Regions from separate parts of the Mus musculus genome. Here all the other regions are linked to region 2. Evidence: chromatin contacts called from public Hi-C and HiChIP or PLAC-seq data. All regions are on one chromosome and are shown on one strand. The core of a region is the stretch at or near the end of the contact, and the rest is flanking DNA. Distances in the headings are between cores, read along the strand shown. Region 1 has its middle 23 kb from the start of Gm32485. Region 2 has its middle 7.7 kb from the start of Gm15418. Region 3 has its middle 27 kb from the start of Gm39129.

The links. Hi-C and Micro-C count contacts between places; a contact is called where the count stands out from the background. HiChIP or PLAC-seq counts read pairs in DNA pulled down with a chosen protein or histone mark.
Region 1: a Hi-C map of bone marrow-derived macrophages shows a contact between it and region 2, with 21 read pairs. The contact joins two enhancer-like sites. A contact is called at or near these places in 2 of 39 promoter capture datasets (embryonic stem cells and liver), 1 of 15 datasets of contacts at CTCF or cohesin (the NIH/3T3 cell line), 10 of 484 Hi-C or Micro-C datasets (bone marrow-derived macrophages, cardiomyocytes, embryonic fibroblasts and 4 more), 4 of 115 datasets of contacts at active chromatin or transcription factors (bone marrow-derived macrophages, cardiomyocytes, embryonic stem cells and 1 more) and 1 of 9 other capture datasets (embryonic stem cells).
Region 3: a contact with region 2 is called in an H3K27ac HiChIP or PLAC-seq map of microglia, with 5 times the contacts expected there. The contact joins two enhancer-like sites. A contact is called at or near these places in 3 of 39 promoter capture datasets (the C10 cell line, hematopoietic stem and progenitor cells and liver), 1 of 15 datasets of contacts at CTCF or cohesin (large pre-B cells), 4 of 484 Hi-C or Micro-C datasets (the C2C12 cell line, bone marrow-derived macrophages and embryonic stem cells), 4 of 115 datasets of contacts at active chromatin or transcription factors (embryonic hindbrain, embryonic stem cells, microglia and 1 more) and 1 of 9 other capture datasets (embryonic stem cells).

The regions. Positions count from the first base shown.
Region 1 is chr8:10,792,893-10,797,100 of GRCm38.p6, forward strand. No RefSeq gene overlaps it. Among named protein-coding and RNA genes, the nearest start is that of Gm32485, 23 kb to the right of the region's middle. Within about 2 kb of position 1,564, at least 41 of the 459 cell types and tissues checked have an H3K27ac peak or open chromatin away from gene starts, as enhancers often do. A contact at or near this core is called in bone marrow-derived macrophages, where this site is marked.
Region 2 is chr8:11,177,728-11,182,232 of GRCm38.p6, forward strand. No RefSeq gene overlaps it. Among named protein-coding and RNA genes, the nearest start is that of Gm15418, 7.7 kb to the right of the region's middle. Within about 2 kb of position 2,829, at least 25 of the 459 cell types and tissues checked have an H3K27ac peak or open chromatin away from gene starts, as enhancers often do. A contact at or near this core is called in bone marrow-derived macrophages and microglia, where this site is marked.
Region 3 is chr8:10,709,375-10,713,652 of GRCm38.p6, forward strand. No RefSeq gene overlaps it. Among named protein-coding and RNA genes, the nearest start is that of Gm39129, 27 kb to the right of the region's middle. Within about 2 kb of position 2,322, at least 8 of the 459 cell types and tissues checked have an H3K27ac peak or open chromatin away from gene starts, as enhancers often do. A contact at or near this core is called in bone marrow-derived macrophages and microglia, where this site is marked.

The DNA.
Region 1 (4,208 bases), core at 314-2,813, 390 kb before region 2:
ATGGGAGGTAGAGATAAGAGGATCCTGGAAGTTCTCTGACTGCCCAGTTTCTGGTTCAGTGAGAGACTGTTTCAAGACACAAACGCAGAGAGAATGGAGGAAGACATCCAATGCTTTCCTCTGGCTCCACATGTATACATGCATACCTGCACACTCATGTGCATGTACCACACACACTCATATGCATGCACACTCACATGAATGTGTCACACACTCATATGCATGCACCATGCACACTCACATGCATGTACCACACACAATCACATGTATGCAACATGCACATATGCATGTACTATATACACTCACACACATGCACCACATGCACTCACATGCATGTACCATGTATACCTGCGTATAGCACATATACTCACATGCATGTACCACATACACTTACATGCATACACCATACACACTAACATGCATACACCACTCATATGTATGCACCATGCATACTCACATGTATGCATCACACACTCACATGCATGTACCATGCACACTCGCATGCATGTACCATGTATACATGTGTGTACCACACATACTCACATGCATGTACCACACACTCATATGCATGTACCAAATACACTTACATGCATATACCATACACACTAACATGCATATACCATACACACTAACATGCATATACCACACACATGCATGCACAATGCATACTCACATGCATGTACCATGCACATTCAAATACTCACTCATCCCAAAACAGAGGAAGAAACAAAAGAAGGAAAATGTGGCTGCCACAGACTGGCATCTTAAATCACAAATTTTCTTTTATTTTTTTCTTGTAAGTGTTTGTGCCTTCCTGAACTCTATACATCCAGCCTGTAAAGATGGATGCATCTAAAGAATATTGATGGTTTCCAGGGTGCACTCTGGGCAAGTGCTCCCTCTGTCCAGGCCATTGGACAGCAACCCTCACTCTACAGTGAGCAGACTGAAGCTGTTGCTCAGAGTTATTCTTTAAAGCCAGATGAGGATGGGGTAAGTGTGTGTGTGTGTGTGTGTGTGTGTGTGTGTGCGCGCGCGTGCGCGCGCTTCAGTCAGTAAAGTACATGCTATATAAGAATGAGGCCCTGAGCTCAGATTCCCAGTATCCATGTAAAAATGCTGCATACAATGAGCATACAGTCCATGCTTTGGGGAGGTAGAAACAGGAAGATCCCAAGATCAGCAAGTCAGCCTCATTAGTAAGGGAACTTAATTCAAAGATGAAGATGGAGAATAGTTGAGGAAGAAACCTGATATCAACCTCTGGCCTCCATACACGCACATATGCACACCTAAATGCACAAACATACACACACACATGTGCACGTACACACACATGCACACCTAAGTGCACACACACACACACACACACATACACACACCAGATGGGGAGTCAGGACCTAGACAGCAAAAAAAAATCTAACTGCACTCTTGCCCTGTGCATCACACACTCAAGTCTTTGCAGCAGGACTTCATCCTTTCAGACAAAATGGAACCTTCCTGAGCAGATCTCCCCGCTAATGGCGCTGACAGGCAGAGGCTGTCAGGCCACATTCCTACAGCTGTGGTGCATCGCTCCTTTCCAGAAACCTCACAATGCGCCTCATTTGTATTCTTCCTCTTTCTCAGGGAATGAAGTGGATTTCAATTTCTTTTCATTTATTTGAACTAAAGATTAGGTCTCTCGTTTGTTTTATTGCTTTCATTCTGAAGAGAAAGAGCGATGAATGCATCCATGAAATATTTCAGGGAAGAATAGAGCCGGGAATTCTCCATTAGCCCCATGCGGCCATTGTGTTTCCCCCTCTCAGCCGCAGGATTAAAGTTTGCTTCTATGGACATGAATGCTGCCATTTCCTTCTGAGAAATCACCCTTCTGTGTGTTTTTGTTCTGCTTTTTCAGTTCGGCTGACCTTGGATGCTGGGTGACTACACTTAGTAGAGTTACAAAATGCAAAATAAAAATAAAAAGACCATTCTGAAAGGGAAGTCTGGTTTTGGTGGCTGTTTTTTTTTTTTTTTTTTGAATATTCAAAACTATTCTGAGTCCTGTATGCATTGCAGACACATCCAACTCAGACCACTCTGAGTCTTACTGCTAAAAAAAAAAAAAAAAAATGTCCTTTGGGGAGCAGAGAGATGGCTCAGAGGATAAAGCCACTTGCCACCAAGCCTAATGACCTGAGTTTGCTCCCCAGAATTCACATGGTAGAAAGCACAAACTGACTCCTGCAGATTGTCTTCTGTCTGCCACCTGTGTGCCTTGGGGTGCAACAGCCCTTGGAATAAAATAAATAAATCTAATAAGATGTTTGAACAGCTCTTGAAATTCTATTTTCCTGTGTATTTATGTGTATATACTTACATACATATATACACACATACATGTGCACGTTCATGTTGGTGCACATGCATACAGGTGCAAATGCATATGTGTACAAATGGACATAGATGGTAGAGGTTGGCCATGAACAAATTTGGTGGAAATTCCTGACTCTTCCTGTGGGAACAGGCTGCTCAGAATGGCATGAATGTCTATTTGATGTTCTATTTTCATAGCCTTATGTGTCCCAGTATCTGTATTATTTTCATTCCTCTCAGCCCTTTTTGGAAGAATTTTAACAATGCACACAACTGAAAAAGAGTCAAAGATATCTTGAAACCAAAGATGTTTCCAGAAAATGTTCCCATGTTTAAAGTACAGTTCAAAATGGCTTGCTGTGGTCAGTGCTCAGTATCCCTTGAAGGAAGAAAGAAGACATTTTAACATGAGTTTCAAGTCACAATCTAAACTGAGACAAGTACCTTTTGGTAATTTTGGATCTACAACTTCTATCATGTCTAACATCTAAATGTCTCACTAAAATGGAATACCACCATCACCACTGTGTCTTCAGAGGCTCACATAGTATCATACTGAATGCAACAGTCACCACTGAGACTAGCTTGTTTCCCACATGTTGCCTCCAAACCACACAGCTAAGGTTACTATCAATTCCCTGAATGGCAAGACCAGGGAAGGAGCAGACCAGTAGTCCCAGAGGATGCCTCATTGGGGAAGTCAGCCACTCTCTTATAGTCCAAGAGATGAGGCAGTGCTCCATGATAAAAACCCAACAGACACTAAAAGATAAGTTCATGCTCAATAGAGTCAGGACAGTGCAAATGGTGTGTGTGTGTGTGTGTGTGTGTGTGTGTGTGTGTGTGTTAGAGAGTTGTCTCTAACATAAAAAGGACAACCAGAAACAGAACAGTCCTTGATGATATCCTGCTGTGACCAGTGCCCATATTTAAGGACACAGGTTCCAGAAGACCAATAGACAGAGAACTGTGCGATTTAGAACTGGAGACCTTTTAGAACCTCCTTGTGGTTCTTGAACCTCTAGATGTTAGAGACATATGATTTATTTCAAGCTCAAAAATACCCTTCAATGTGTCTAGAGATAGGATTTGACTCAGGCTAGGAAAGAACTGAGGGACACAAGTTAGCAGGGTATGATGCCCTATATGCCATAGAGCACAGTGCTCAGCAGCCTTCTAAGCAACAAGAAGAAAGTTGGGTTTTGATGGCTTTTTTTTAATATTCAAAAATATTTTGAGTCATGTATGCATTGCCTTCTTAGCCAAGACGTGGCATCCTGTGCTGGTTAAGATTCTAACTCATTTTACAGATGAACCCCTGAGCCATAGACAAAAGCCAGATGTGAGGTTTGTAAACTTAAGGAAGAAACACTGAAACAGTGGGGAGATTCCTGGAAGTGTGAGCAGGCTTTCTAAGCTGTCCACCATTGCTTACTTCATATGTCTAAATAAAACCCAAGGCTTGGAAAGGAACAGGCCCAAGGGACATCAGGAGATCCAGGACTATGATTTCTGCACCAGGTGAGATCTCTTTACCTGCTCCTTGATGCTTTTTTCCCCCTGTGGAAAGTCCTACTGTGGCTGAGTGGGTTTGCTTTTAAAATTAATTCATTAGTTCATTAAAACATCATTTTGGTGATAATGGATTGAGATGTTCTTAATAGACATCATTTCTGGTGTGTGGTGTTGCAGTAAAGTAGGAGCAGTGAGCATCTCTGAGCCTGATGAATTTGGCTGAGAATCAACGGGGGGGGGGGGGGGGGGAGAAGAAGGAAGGAAGGAAGAGAGACAGGAAGGAAGGAAGGAAGGGAGAGAGGGAGGGAGGGAGGAAGGAAGGAAGGAAGGAA
Region 2 (4,505 bases), core at 1,579-4,078:
GACTGAGTTACTGAGCTGTGTTTCACTGTTCTGCAATGCTGATTTGAAGGAACACAGACAAGGAATGAAGTGTCTGTCCTCGTGCCTCCTCTCAAGCAATTGGCGAAATAAAGATCTCAATTGCCTCCCATAAAAGTTGGTGAGACAACTGATATGTAACTAACCAAATCAAATCACCTGGCCCCCACAGGCTAAACCAAGGAAGGCATGGTATAGATACACCTGGACACACCCAGACATGGTAGAATGGTCGAACAAATAGTCTTCCGCTGGAGCTGTCTGGATCTTGAAAGATTGTGTTGCCCGAGAAACTCAAAAGCAATTCATAAAATGCTCTGAGACCTGCAGCTAAGCAAGGAGCTACTTATGGGCCCCATCATCATAAGACAGCAACTCTGCTTTTAGGGAAATAAAGAACTGTTTACTGCGAGCCAAATATGAGTGACTATGCCCTCAGAACACAAATTCAGGTTACCCTGAATGACAGATCCACCATAGAAAAAGTGATAAAGAACTTTTAGAGCCACAAGGGAAAATGTCATGTCAATACATTGTCCATTTACATTGGTCGGAGCATCAGTTAGGTGTGTGGCAGTGGACTGGAAACGTATCTTTTGTCGGCTTCAGGAGCCCTTGGTGGCATTAGCTTCAGGACTGGTGGGAGCTAGAGGTCAGCTTACCTAAGGGGCACATTCCAAGGAGTTGATCAGCACTTCATGAGGATGTTAGGTAGGTGACTTGACATTAAAGAGAGCCCTGTGTGGTTTGGACTTGGCACCTGCAGCTTTCCATAGCTTATGGTCGTGACATTCCTGTTGGCCAAGGTCAATTCATCTCTGGATTCTATCACACACAGATGCACATTCCTCAGTTAACCCCTGGGCTCAGTCCTGTGAGCTCACCGCTGAGTTTTAGAAACGCCTTAAACACTTTACGTTTTAAAGTGGAAGTTGCAGGAGCCTAAGCTCAAAGGCTGGGTTAGCTGGTCTTTACTTTGTTCTTCTCCACAAAACATTCTCCAATGACCTGTGGGACATGAGGCCTCTGCTTTTCTGACAAAGGTCAAAGGAGCAAGAAAGGTGAAAGGAGATACTTAGTGCCCCTAAGTTCCTGGATATCGGGGCTTGGTGGGTTCTGTGTACATGCAGCCAGAGAGGATGTAAACTCTTGAAGCAGCATACCAGATCCTCAGCTCTCTGCAATGGGAGGACCACACACACACACACACACACACACACGAAGACATGACTATGCATGCTTGTGTTTCATCAGAATAAAACCAGAACATCCCTGGCTACTGTAGCCATAATTAACCTGCTAGAGTCCCCTCACTACAACAGTGATGGGAGGATAAAACTGAGTTTCCTTCACACTAAAGACTGCAGTGTTGGCCACCCATGCTATCACTGTGCGTATCTTCACAGTGCCCCACTATCCAACTTTACAAACCTAGGAAGTATAAAGACAGCTGTCTTCTCCAGATGTGTGCCCAGGTCCCATGTAAGCTGGACAAGCCTTGTTCTTGAACCTACAAGCAAAAGTTTGGGGTCATCGACGGATACATGATCATAGTCTCTCTCTCTCGGATCTAACCATGATCTAGAACAGTCCTCATGATCCAAAGAAATCCTTCAATAAAAATGATTTACCATGTCCCTGCAAACAAAGATGGCAGCTACTACCTCAGCCAGAATCACAGTCAGCCCCAAGTCTTCGCTGACTTCTTCTGCTTAGTCACTTTGACTACTTAGCACAGACATCATGTGTGTCAATTTCACACGAGCTGTTCCTATCACAGAGAAAGGAGCCTCCATGAGATCCAGCTGTAAGGCATTTTCTAAATTAGTGATCAAGGGGGAGAGGGCCCATTGTGGGAGGTTCAACCCCTGGGCTGGTAGTCTTGGGTTCTATAAGAAAGCAAGCTGAGCAAGCCAGGGGAAGCAAGCCAATAAGCAGCATTCCTCCATGGCTTCTGCCTCCATTCGTGCCTCCAGGTTCCTGGCCTGTGTGAGTTCCAGTCCTGACTTCCTTGGTGATGAACAGCAACATGGAAGTGTAAACTGAATAAACCCTTTCCTCCCCAACTTGCTTCTTGGCCATGATGTTTTATGCAGTAATAGAAACTCTGACTAAGATACATCACAACAAAAGTTATATGGGAGCGCTAATATTTGGTTTTCTTTCTTTCTGCTCTCCAGTTAACACCAGCAAGGCCTTTTAGGCTGGCAATGAGTGACATGCTCAGGCCAGTCATGGCTGGGACTCCTGTTCACATGCAGAGGTCAAAGCTAGACCAACAGTCTGGCTTTCATTTCCCATTTTTCCAGATAAGCTCCCACCGCCAACCACACTACCACCCAGGGAACAAGAGGCACTGCACACAGGAAGTAGCATTTCCTGTAGCTGGACAGCTCTTCAGCCTCTCTCTTGGAGGGAACCTAATTTTCCAGGACTCCCCGCCCAGATACAGTCTTCCCCAGAACACTGTGTCCATCCAGAGAGCCATATGACAACAGAAACCTAACAGGACACCCTTTTGTCTTGCAAGAAGACCGCAACATATTCATAGGTATCGCTCCAAGGAATGCAGTTATCTGATCAGTCTTGGTAGCCCTAAAACTGTGGGTGGATTCGTCAGGGCCAGAGTCTGTCTTTCTGAATCTTGGTCCATCAGTCAGAACACAGACAGCTCCCAACATCCTCCAGGAGCTGGGATGTACAGAATCAGCTTGGAACCAATGGTGGAGACCCTGAGCTGGGAGATGGGCCGGTGCAGGAAGTTTTTTAAACGAGTTCCTGCCCAGTAACAAAGTAACAGAGAGGAAGTCCAGCCCTGCTTATCTCAGAGTGAGGAAGAGAAGATGAGCAGAGGCCAGCAAGCACAACAGGAGAGTCCCAGTCTCGGAAATGCTCCCGTGGCCACTGACAAAGCACAGTGTCTCATCCTGAGCACCCAGGGACATCGCTTCACCTCTCAGCAGAAGCACCTTAGTGGACATGGTCACTTTTCATGCTTGTAGGAATTAAATGAGGTGAGATGCAGCAGGCACCTGACAGCTAGACCTGAGTGAGACCTCCCTTCCCTTACCAACATGGAGGTCCGAGTCACTCATAGCCTTACGAAGTACAGTCAGAAGAAATCCAAGCTGCTTACTGAAGCTAAGTGCAGTGGAATCCGGTCCAGCTCCCACGGAGAGTGGTGTGAGCATGCAATCCCCTACACTGTGAGAAGGGGCCATTCTGTGAGATGGCGACTCCTCAAGGTCGTTACAACAAGAAGGCTAAATGGCTGCCTTTCAGAGGATGAATAGCCACCAATTCCTTCTAGATAATCAGACCAGTGTGTCTCAGCTGCAAAGTACCATGGCTTCCAGTGTTCTGTTCTCCCTACCAGCAGACATTAGGATGGGAGCCCTCTCTCCCCTGACACCTGACCCATTCTTGCCGGAAGACACGGCCTCTTGTAAGGAAATGAACTTGCCAAGACATAGACTGACTTTCTGCAACAATGAACATGCATGTAAAGTGTGGGCTGGACTGTCCCCCCCCCCCCTCAGTTTCCACAGACAATGCAGCAGTCACAGCGTGCAGTCAGGGCCCACATGCCTGCCTTCCATCTTTCATATAGATGTGCCACCTTTGATTCAACCCCTGTTTAAATCAAAACCTCTTGACCTTTCGCTTAAATAAAAGGCAATTGCCGGGCTGTCCCATTATGAATAACAAATAGGACCATTATTTAAGAGGCTGCGCATTCTAAGGAGCTGGGAGGCCATTTTTAGGAAATCTATGGCAGAGGATAGTCTAATTATAACCTAGGCTTATGTCGTGCTCAACCCCAAGATGTCTCAAAGCCCACTGTGGTTTTCTAACCACCTTCCTCCAGAAAAGAAACCATCAACAAAGAAACACACCACCAGTCAGGTGCATTTCCTGCCAGACAAAAATCAGCTCAGGGACATTTGAAATCGCACTTCCTAACAGTAAAAGCAACCGTGCCTGTGTCTTTGGACCAAAGCACTGACACTGTAATAACCCTCTTGGTAAAATAAACCTGGCCTAACATGAACTATGACCAGAAATCTTATGGGAAAGACACCTTGGGTGGAGCTTCTGGCTAAGCAGTGTCCTGTGGTGATTGAATGGAGTGACCCAAAAGATTAGATAAGTCAAAGCCCCGAAACTCAGACCTTGTGCCTGTTTGGAAATAAGCTCCATTCAGAAGTGAATAAGGCGAGGCCATGCTGAAGTGGCACTCGAGGAACCTTGGTCCACAGGTCTGTCAAGAGAGAAGGGAAACCATTCTGTTGGGACAGAGACACGGAGACTCCAGTACGGAGGTGGTAGCCAAGATGAGAGAGTAGAGCCTCTACGAGCCCAGAGAGGCCAGGGCTGGAGAAGTTGGAAGGAGCCAGGAAGGCTCTACCCACCCCTCAGGGGACCTGCTGCAGTGGCTTTGTTCTCAGACTCCTGACTGCAGGAGAGCCCAGTTCACACCAGGGTCA
Region 3 (4,278 bases), core at 1,072-3,571, 470 kb before region 2:
GTGTGTGTGTGTGTGTGTGTGTGTGTGTGTGTCTGAGTGCATGGTATGACTCCTATTCCTTCAGGAACTTGGAGAAGTCCTTCATGTGTACCCATTAGGTCTCCTGTACCCATTGCTTCACCCTCCAGCTCTGACTCTCCAGAGACGGTTGGAATTGTGTGGGGATATCACGCTCATGTTCCTTCCACCTGGGATGAGCTTCATCAGTGCCACATCAGAAGCCAGGCCTTCCCTGCCTCAATCCACACTCAGAGCAGGTAGCAGAGAGAGACTGAGACACAGATGGACACACTTGTCGATCTGCATAAGGTGGGCAGTTATTTCAGTATTTCACAGAAAACAGTACAGACATATTTGCTTTCAAAACAATAGGTATATTGGGCATAAAGGTGAGGCCCAAGGGTTGCACAATATTTATCTAGAACGTCTGGATTTCCCAGATAGATGCAAATAAAACATTGTTGTAAAGAAGCAACATGGGGAGAGATGCTCAGCTCTTGTCCGTCTCTCTCTTCCCTGTGCTTATTCTTCTGGCATGGATCATAGCAAAAAAAGAAAGGCACACTCTTTTGGGACCAGTTTGTTGTATCTTGGGACCAGTTTGAGTTCCCCAGGAGCCTGCACTTTTTTTTTTTTAAACAACTTATTTTTAGTATTGTCATTTTTCTTTTCTTTTATTGGATATTTTCTTCATTTACATTTCAAATGTTATCCCCTTTCCTGGTTTCTCCTCCAGAAACTCCCATCCCATCCCCCTCCCCCTGCTTCTATAATGTTGTTCCCCCAACCCAACCACCCACTCCTGCCTCCCCTCCCTGGTGTTCCCTTACACTGGGGCATGGAACCTTCACAAGACCAAGGGCCCCTTCTCCCATTGATGCCCAACAAGTCTATTCTCTGCCTCATATACAGCTGGAGCCATGGGTCCCTCCATGTGTATTTTTTGGTTGGTGGTTTTGTCCCTGGGAGATCTGGGGTGTCAGGTTGGTTGATTTTGCTGTTCTTCCTGTGGAGTTGCAAATCCCTTCAGCTCCTTCATTCCTTTCTCCAACTCCTTCACTGTGGTCCCCAAACTCAGTCCAATGGTTGGCTGCCAACATTCACCTCTGTGTTTGTCAGGCTCTGGCAGAGCTTCTCGGGAGACAGCTATATCAGACTCCTGTCAGCAAGCACTTCTTGGCATCCACAATAGTGTCTGGGTTTGGTGACTGTATATGGGATGGATCCCCAGGTGGGGCAGTCTCTGGATGACCTGTCCTTCAGTGTCTAGGAGCCTGCATCTTACAAAACCAAACCCCACTGATTTTCAGGGTTTGTCTTCTTATCAGAACTATGGCCAATTGTCCTTCACCTTCGTCTGCTTTCAGCTGCATTTGTCTCATTTCTTTCACGACACTCTCTCCCTCTTAAGATTACCAAATACTGCCCATAATTCACTTACATTTCTTCCAACAGTCCTCCTCTCCCCACAAGGGCTCAGTAGGCAAAGCCAGTTTCGTCCCAGGATTGTCTAGTACTGACAGGGCACAGCCATTCTCTGATAAGTAAAGTTCTCCATACCCCTTACACCCAGAGGTTGGTGGTCACCTATTTAGATTTGACCCCTCTTGACCCACATTGAGCTTGGGATATCACACAATATGTGCAACGCCAAACTCTATAGAAACTGATTGAAGACTCGTATCCCTTTGGTTCTGTAAATAGTTGGCAGTCACTGACAAGAAATGATGTGGTATAACCGTCAGGTAATCTTGAGTACAGTGGCCTTTGCAGTCTGCTTAGGAATGCTAAAACCTACCCTAGACTAAAGTGGGAACATGAGCTCATAGAATGTGCTTTTCCTGATCTAGTGACATCATTGAATTAAAAAACGAATATATTTCCAGATGATTGCCTAACTAAAGGGAGTGTGGAGAAAGCTTCATTTCCTTCCCCGTTCTTCAGTTTCTACAAGCAAAAGAGAAACGAAGACTGTGAATTCCCTCTACATGGAGCAGATATTGATTGATTTCTATCAACAGAAGCTTTTGGGCACACATTTCTAAAGAGCTCAAGTCATTTGAACCAGCAAAGTGCATCCTCGGTGGGCTGACCTAAGTCAATCCTTAAAAAAAAAAATCATAGTTTTAATGACAAATCACTCAACCTTTAGAATAAATTGAGGCTCCCAGCTGGTAAGACAGTGCCTGACAGAGCTGAAGCTGTGGTGTGCAGAAGCTAAGGCGTTTACGGAGAAGAGCTCTGCAGCTGGGGTTCGTTTTGTTTTACCTTGGATCGTTGCTTTGTAGTTCCTCAAGTGAGAGTAGCAGAAGAGTGTTTCCTGCAGCCTAGCGCCTCTGGTGTGGAAGCCAGGGCTGCGTCTGTCTGTCTGGTTCTTGGGCTGTGAGTAGAAGAGGGGAGACAGTAGAATGAGAGAGACACACAAAGGGAGGGAAACCAGGCCGTTTACAATATTTATGCTGGTTATCTGACTTAATGATGTTTTAAAGTATTGGCTTTAGTAGAAAATACTATTAGTATTGATTTTATATGTTCTTTTTCTCTTGTTTTAAACGTGTCTACCAGAACACTGAAACTCCATAGGCCAGCCACTCGCCTTCCGTTTCTAGCATAGAGTGCTGCTCAAGGCAGAAACTTCCAGGAAGGACTTATTAAACCTTATGTTGTTCACAAATAACTCAATTTCTTCCTTAAAATGCACTAGCCTAGGATTTCATCCCATCAAATAGTAAACAACAAGGTTGATTTCTATCCGTATAAATAAGAAAAAGTAGAAAGGCAAAGAACCAAGTGGGCAAGGTTGAATTTCTGGGTATTAATTTTAATATGTGATTTTAAAAGCACACCACACAGACACCCCAGCTTTGAGCTTTGGGTAGAAGATTGATAGCAGACTAAAATTGATCCTTTGCCCATCAACATGACAGGCGCGATAATGGATAGATTACCCATATCAGCTAATCAGAATGCAGCCCCATGGCCACCACGGAGCAGATGTTTCCTTTTGTGTCATGTTGATAGAGAAATGGACAAGGGACATTTAAAATTCATTGTGGGGAGACTCTATATTATAATGAATCTCATTAATAGTGATTAAGTTTTTTTTTTACTCCCCCGCTACTGTGGTTAATACCCTCCCTTTTGTAGGTCAGAAGGGCTGAGGTAGTCAGCTTGCCAGCAGCTGGTATCACCGTTTTGTGTCTCAGAAGGTTTCTTATGCTTTAAAGCAACTTCTAAACTAAAAATGTTCATTTCCTTATAAACTGGCCAAATTCACATGACAGAGGTTTTAAATGACGAGTGCAAATGGAGAAATGTCCAGCTTTGCCAAGGTCTCTATGACTTTTAATTGCTATTGCAGGCAGGTGGCAGCTGACATAACCACCTTGTTTACTTGACTAGAAAATTCTTCTGGGGGCGGGAGCAAGCAGGGGCCAGAGTGAGTGGGGCCAGAGTGAGCAGGGCAGAGCGAGAGAGAGAAAAAGAAAGAAAGAAAGAAAGAAAGAAAGAAAGAAAGAAAGAAAGAAAGAAAGAAAGAAAGAAAGGAAGGAAGGAAGGAAGGAAGGAAGGAAGGAAGGGGAAGAAAGAAAGAGAGAGTGAGGGAGGGAGGGAGGGAGGGAGGGAGGAAGGAAGGAAGGAAGGAAGGAAGGAAGGAAGGAAGGAAGGAAGGGAGGAAAAGGAAGGAAGGAAGAAAGGGAGGGAGGGAGGGAGGAAGGAAGGAAGGAAGGAAGGAAGGAAGGAAGGAAGGGAGGAAGGAAGGAAGGAAAAGGAAGGAAGGAAGGAAGGAAGGAAGGAAGGAAGGAAGGAAGGGAGGGAGGGAGGGAGGGAGGGAGGAAGAAAGGAAGGAGGGAAGGAAGGAAGGGAGGGAGGGAGGGAGGGAGGGAGGGAGGAAGAAAGGAAGGAAGGAAGGAAGGAAGGAAGGAGAGAGGGAGGGAGGGAGAGAGAAAGGAAGGAAGGAAGGAAGGAAGGGGGGAAGGAAGGAAGGAAGGAAGGAAGGAAAAGAAAGAAAGGAAGAAAGAGGAAAGGAAGGAAGGGAGAGAGAGGGAGGGAGGGAGGGAGAAAGGAAGGAAGAAAGAAAAAGAAAAGAAAATTCTTCTGGAATTTATGGTGGAAAATCACGACCCCAGTCCAGGGACAAGGCCTGGATGTTCATTTGTGTTTATAGATAAGGTGATGGATTCTTGCAGGGTGTGGGGCGCAGAGCGTGGAATCTGATGGTTCTTTGCCTCTCTCTATTCACGGGTTTAGACTTTGTTCCTGTGATGCAGAGGTCTGGGA